Regions from separate parts of the Sus scrofa genome. Here region 2 is linked to region 1. Evidence: chromatin contacts called from public HiChIP or PLAC-seq data. All regions are on one chromosome and are shown on one strand. The core of a region is the stretch at or near the end of the contact, and the rest is flanking DNA. Distances in the headings are between cores, read along the strand shown. Region 1 has its middle 110 kb from the start of SCAMP1. Region 2 overlaps LHFPL2 (lipoma HMGIC fusion partner-like 2).

What was found. HiChIP or PLAC-seq counts read pairs in DNA pulled down with a chosen protein or histone mark.
Region 2: an H3K27ac HiChIP or PLAC-seq map of alveolar macrophages shows a contact between it and region 1. The contact joins two enhancer-like sites. A contact is called at or near these places in 5 of 47 Hi-C or Micro-C datasets (embryonic fibroblasts, mesenteric adipose tissue, retroperitoneal adipose tissue and 1 more) and 1 of 2 datasets of contacts at active chromatin or transcription factors (alveolar macrophages).

Annotation. Positions count from the first base shown.
Region 1 is chr2:87,318,365-87,321,175 of Sscrofa11.1, reverse strand. It overlaps a transcript of LHFPL2 not described here. Among named protein-coding and RNA genes, the nearest start is that of SCAMP1, 110 kb to the right of the region's middle. Within about 2 kb of position 1,520, at least 5 of the 83 cell types and tissues checked have an H3K27ac peak or open chromatin away from gene starts, as enhancers often do. A contact at or near this core is called in alveolar macrophages, where this site is marked.
Region 2 is chr2:87,476,459-87,479,265 of Sscrofa11.1, reverse strand. The region is part of intron 2 of LHFPL2 (lipoma HMGIC fusion partner-like 2); the gene reads left to right. Among named protein-coding and RNA genes, the nearest start is that of LHFPL2, 21 kb to the left of the region's middle. Within about 2 kb of position 1,310, at least 4 of the 83 cell types and tissues checked have an H3K27ac peak or open chromatin away from gene starts, as enhancers often do. A contact at or near this core is called in alveolar macrophages, where this site is marked.

The DNA.
Region 1 (2,811 bases), core at 271-2,770:
ACCACATGCTCCCCTTCCCCTTCCCAGATACAAATTAAACCTGATTTTGCAAACACGTCCTGATTCTTGCAAGTCTCGGTATTTTGGTTTCCATGTGATGTGTACAATTTGATCAAGAAAACATCCATCAAATTTTAAACACTAACTTATTTGTAATACTGATGAACTATACCTTTCACTACTAACATATGTATACATCTACCTTAGGTTCACTTTAACTTTGAGAGATGTATGAATTTCTTTCTTGGAGAAGCATTAATGTAATTTTAAATTGGGGGGGGGACCCTCTCAAATTCTATACAAGAAAGATGGAGATGCTTCCCAGTGGTCAAAAGGCTTATGTACATCATGTAAAGAAGCGCGTACCACACACAGCAAGGGACGAGTCAACTGAAGGACACAGCCTCCTCTTCCAACACAAACACCAAAATCAAAAGCCAGTCATGGAGCAGTGCCACATCTACATTTCCTGAAGGTAATCCTGCCTGTAAAAAGCCCCATCTAGAAGCAGAATTCTAATTCATAAACTCAAAGAAGGCACAAGCAGCCCTTCTTATAAACTCGTATTCATCTCTCCATATCGCATGTTCGCTTAGAATAAAAATAGCTATTTCTTTTCCCAATCCAGGGCCTGTGATAGCTGAAACTACATGCTTTCACCTCTAAACATACCTGACACGTGCCAGATTTCTAATAGGAATCAAAATTAAAAGCTGAAAAAATTAGCTCAATCAAAAAAGGCAAAACATCGTCAAATTAAGATCTAAGTAACACAGCTTTTTCAGCTATTACTACATCGTTCTCAAAAGTTAATCCCCAAGAGAAAGGACCCTGGCTTTAAATTTCAGCAGAGGCTGGGGGACCCTCACGTGTGCTTCCCATCTCATCCTTAGTTTTTAACTTAGCAGTTTTGCTACTGGATCAACTTTCCATGATTGAGCTGGCTGGAAGATACTGCATTCAACACACTCCTAGCTCTCCTTAAGTGTTTGCTTAACATAAAATCACTTAATAACAGTCTTGACTGTCCTGGACAGTTCCTTTAAGTGGGTTAGTTTAGTAGTTTCTAGTAATATAGTACCTTTTAAAACTCCCAGACACTAGGAGTACCCACCGTGGCACAGCAGAAATGAATCCGACTAGGAACCATGAGGTTTTGGGTTCGATCCCTGGCCTCACTCAGTGGGTTAAGCGTTGCCATGAGCTGTGATGTAGACACAGACGCGGCTCGGATCTGGCGTTGCTGTGGCTGTGGTGTAGGCCGGCACCTGCTATTCGCCCCTAGCCTAGGAACTTCCGTATGCTGCGGGCACGGCCCTCAAAAAAAAAGGAAAAAAGACAACAACAACAAAAACTCCCGAACACTAAAGGGTAAGAGCATCAAAGCAAACCTTTAGCCTACTCTCCAAAAAGCAGCCAGAACCAGTAACTGTCTTTATTTCAGGGTCCTATCAGCTGCTTGGTCATGGGGCTGGGGCCGCCCCCTGCTGCTCCCGCTATCTGCTTCCCTGCAGCGTCCTTCTCACCCTCGAGAGAGCTGCTAGATAAGTCTTGAACTGGTCATTTTGCTTAGATGCACAGGATGTACATAAAAGCAGAAATAAATAAGAGGAAGTAGTAAAACCACGCAGAAAAGAAAAATCCATCAAAAAACTTGTAGCTATTAGCAGATCCTTGGCGTTTTATAGCCACATATCCTGAAAAATCTATTATCTACAGGCAGGTAGTCCACCACGTACCTGTGCTTGGGAGAAACCACTAAGATGTATTCTCAAGAGAAAGCACACCTGGGCAGGAGATCGTGAAGACAGTGAGATGATGTTGGGGAGAAAGGAGGGGCAGCTCGGGGACTGATGAGAAGCAGTTGGGGGAGGAGGAGAACAAGTCCGGGATGACCCTCTGCTACTTAGTCTGGGCACTGGGTAGGAAGTGGCGCCATGACCTAGATCAGAAATGCAGCAGAAGCAGAAATGGTGATGGGATGAAGGCTCAGCTTAGGCTGCCAACGGAGAAGTCCTGTGTGCAGCTAGGGATACTATGGACAGAAGATCGGGTTGGAGATTGAGATTTGAGAGTGTTTAATACCCAGAGACAGATAATGAGAACTTTGAATAACTATTAGGCACTTTCCATGTGCAGCTACTCTGCTAAGCACTTCATACAATTCATTTATTCATCAAAAAGCCCTAGGACTGGAAACTCTTATTATCCTTATTTTATAGATGTATTAACTGACCCCAAAGTACCTTTACTGAGGTTAACGTGCCCCGAATTAAAACACTAAGTGGCAAAGCCAAAGGTCAGATGGAAGTTTGACACCAAGGTCTGCATTCACAACAGCTGTCGTTTCCTTTTACCTCGACTGGATAGGGTGAGAGGCAGGGGACACCAACATCTCTGCTGAGTGGACTCTTAGACTAGCATCCAAGTTTAAGTCCAAAAAAGCCACACCATAATATAACTGAAGAAAACACTGTTCCCTTTCAGGAAGAGAGAAAAAAACAAAACCAGTAATTTTCCATACTTTTAGAGATGACAACATATGTCTCAATTTGCTCAATCCCGAAAACCGACACTAAAAATCCATCAGGTATATGACAGAGGTTAAAAAAAAATGACAGTTTTTATTGCTTTCTTATAAATAACCTCTCCTTCAGGATAGACAGCTGTCATGATTCATAAGAGGCCTATTTGTTCGCAGTTAACCTAGTAAGTAAATAAGGATTTGTCTTCAACCGGGGTCTCTCCAACACACACACCCCGACGCCAGAGGCCGTCGGAGAGGTTAGCACTGCCGTGAAGAGCGGGCAG
Region 2 (2,807 bases), core at 61-2,560, 160 kb before region 1:
CAGTCCAGGAAAAGTTGGTTTCAAGTGGAATACTTTAGACTTTCTCCTGGTAAACCCAGAGCCCAATTGCCAAGTGTGGAGGGGGGCCTGGGGAGGCCCAGTGATCACGTAGGGCTTGGTGGGTCAAGAACAGGAGTTTCTCCTGTCCGGAGAGTTAGAGACTTCAAAACAACTGATATAAGTCCCAAGGGATTGCTTGGCCCGTTGATCAGAACCGTGGCATTTACACTGAAAATACAGTTACCCCACCAGACAAGAGAGCCCGTTCAGTGTTGAAATGGCATCTTTACCTCTGAGGAAGGCAAATACAATTTAAAAGAATTTGAAAAACAAAAAAAAAATAAGGGAGTCGCCGTCGTGGCTCAGTGGAAATGAATCTGATTAGTATCCATGAAGACGAAAGTTTGATCCCTGGCCTTACTCAGTAGGTTAAAGATCCAGCATTGCCATGCACTATGGTGTAGGTTGCAGATGTGGCTTGGATCTGGCGTTGCTGTGGCTGTGGTGTAGGCCAGCAGCTACAGCTATGATTCGACCCCCAGCCTGGGAACCTCCATATGCCACAGGTGCAGCCCTAAAAAAAAAAAAAAAAATCCTTTGAACCCAATTAAAAACCTCAATCTGTTGTCAACGGTGCAGTTTTGGAGCACGATGGCCATGGAATTCCTGTGAGTTGGGCATTCAGATTCCTAAACCAGCTGGTGGGGAGTGAGCAGATGGGCGAGTCTGTCTCCTCTGTTTGATGAGCACTGTTCTGTTCATGGTGTGTTTGTTTCTGCTGCTTCATAAAGGCCTTTTGGGTAGGAAGGTACTTCTGTCCATGACTACAGAGAAGGGAGCGAAGCGGAGCGAGGTTATGTGACTTGCGCTTGGTCTCTGGGTAGGGAAGTGGGGGATCTGAGATTCTGTCCTGGGATTTTAGACTTTGAAATTTATGTTTTTGTCTTTTTGCCATTTCTTGGGCCGCTCCTGCGGCATATGGAGGTTCCCAGGCTAGGGGTCTAATCAGAGCTGTAGCCACCGGCCTATACCACAGCCACAGCAACGCGGGATCTGAGCCGCATCTGCAACCTACACCACAGCTCATGGCAGTGCCAGATCCTTAACCCACTGAGCAAGGCCGGGGATCAAACTCCCCACCTCATGGTTCCTAGTCAGGTTCGTTAACCTCTGAGCCACGATGGCAACTCCTGAAATTAAGCCCTCTGTGATCATAATGGGAGGAAGCAGAGGAGGGGGTGACTGATGGTGTCCTCCTGGAGAAAGGAGAGAAAAGGGTGATGATGAATAGATAGTTCTCTGTATCAGCCACCAGCTGGCACCATTCCCCAAGGCAGCCTGGTTTCTTTCTGAGGGTGAGCAAAGTGATCAAGGGGGGCAGAGCAATTCAGGCAGGAATTGGGGGAGATTGGAGAGGACAGGCTGGGGAGGGCTCTTTGTATGCTGGACACAGTCCTAAGCAAAGTTGAGTAACTCTTGGATTGCCTGTGCCTGTGACCCAAAAGGCCAGGGCGTCGACGGTCTGCATTACTGCTTCTGGCTGGTGTATTTCTGGGGCCCAGCCTTTTCCGTGTCCATTATTCATGGGCTTACCATCTTGTATCTACTTGTCTCCACCTTCTCCTGCTCTGCTGTAGAAATTTCTGCTGAATATTTGTGAACTTAGCTCTGAATAAAAAGAAAACTTTGGTGTTCCTGTCGTGGCCCAGCGGAAATGAATCCGACTAGGAACCATGAAGTTGTGGGTTCAATCCCTGGTCTTGCTGAGTGGGTTAAGGATCTGGCATTGCCGTGAGCTGTGGTGTAGGTCGTAGACATGGTTGGGATCTGGAGTGGCTGTGGCTGTGGCATAGGCTGGCAGCTGTAGCTCTGATTCGACCCCTAGCCTAGGAATCTCCATATTGCCGTGGTTACGGCCCTAAAAAGCAAAAAGAAAAGGAAAGAAAAAAAGAAAATTTCTATGGAGTTTCTGCTGTGATCCAGTGGGTTAAGAACCCAAATGCAGCGGCTCAGGTCACTGCGGAGGCACAAGTTAGATCCCCAGCACTGCACAGTGAGTTAAAGGATCCAGCGTTGCTGCAGCTGTAGCTGCAGCATAGGTCACAGCTGTGGCTCAGATTCACTTCCTGGCCTGGGAACTTTCACATGCTGTGGGTGTGGCCATGAAAGAAAGAAAAAAGAAAGCTTCTATTAAGATGTGCTAATAAGGAGTTCCCTTTGTGGCTCGGTGGGTTGAGAACCTGACTGGTGTCCATGAGGATGAGGATGTGGGTTTGATCCCCGACCTTATTCTGTGGGTTAAGGATCTGATGTTGCTGTGGCTGTGGTATAGGCTGGCAGCTGCAGGTCTGATTTGACCCCTGGCCTGGAAACTTCCATATGCTGCAGGTTCGGCCCTAAAAAATAAAGAAAAGACGTGCTAATAAAAACCTTAACCACTAGTAAGTACATTTAACCATAGCTTCAGTTTGCATAGATCTTATAAAAATCTCTCCCCCCATTGATTCAGGAGCAGCTGCTGTTTCCCTGTATAAGCAGACAATGGACCCGTAGAGGTACATCTTTTTCGTGTGGATGTGATGCCCTTGGGAGCTCCAGCCAGATTTTCCTGAAATGTTATCTGAGGGGAATTTGGGGAGTGGGGGAGGGCGAGAGGGGAAGATTTTCACTTGTTGCACTAATGCTTCTCCATATCCTGTACAAGCATCTTTGCCCTGCAGTACTCAGAGGCAAGAGTCCTGTAGCGTTGGCCGTATGCTGGTCCTTTCCTTCATTACTGTGGCTACTCAGAAGTTGGCTGGACTTTA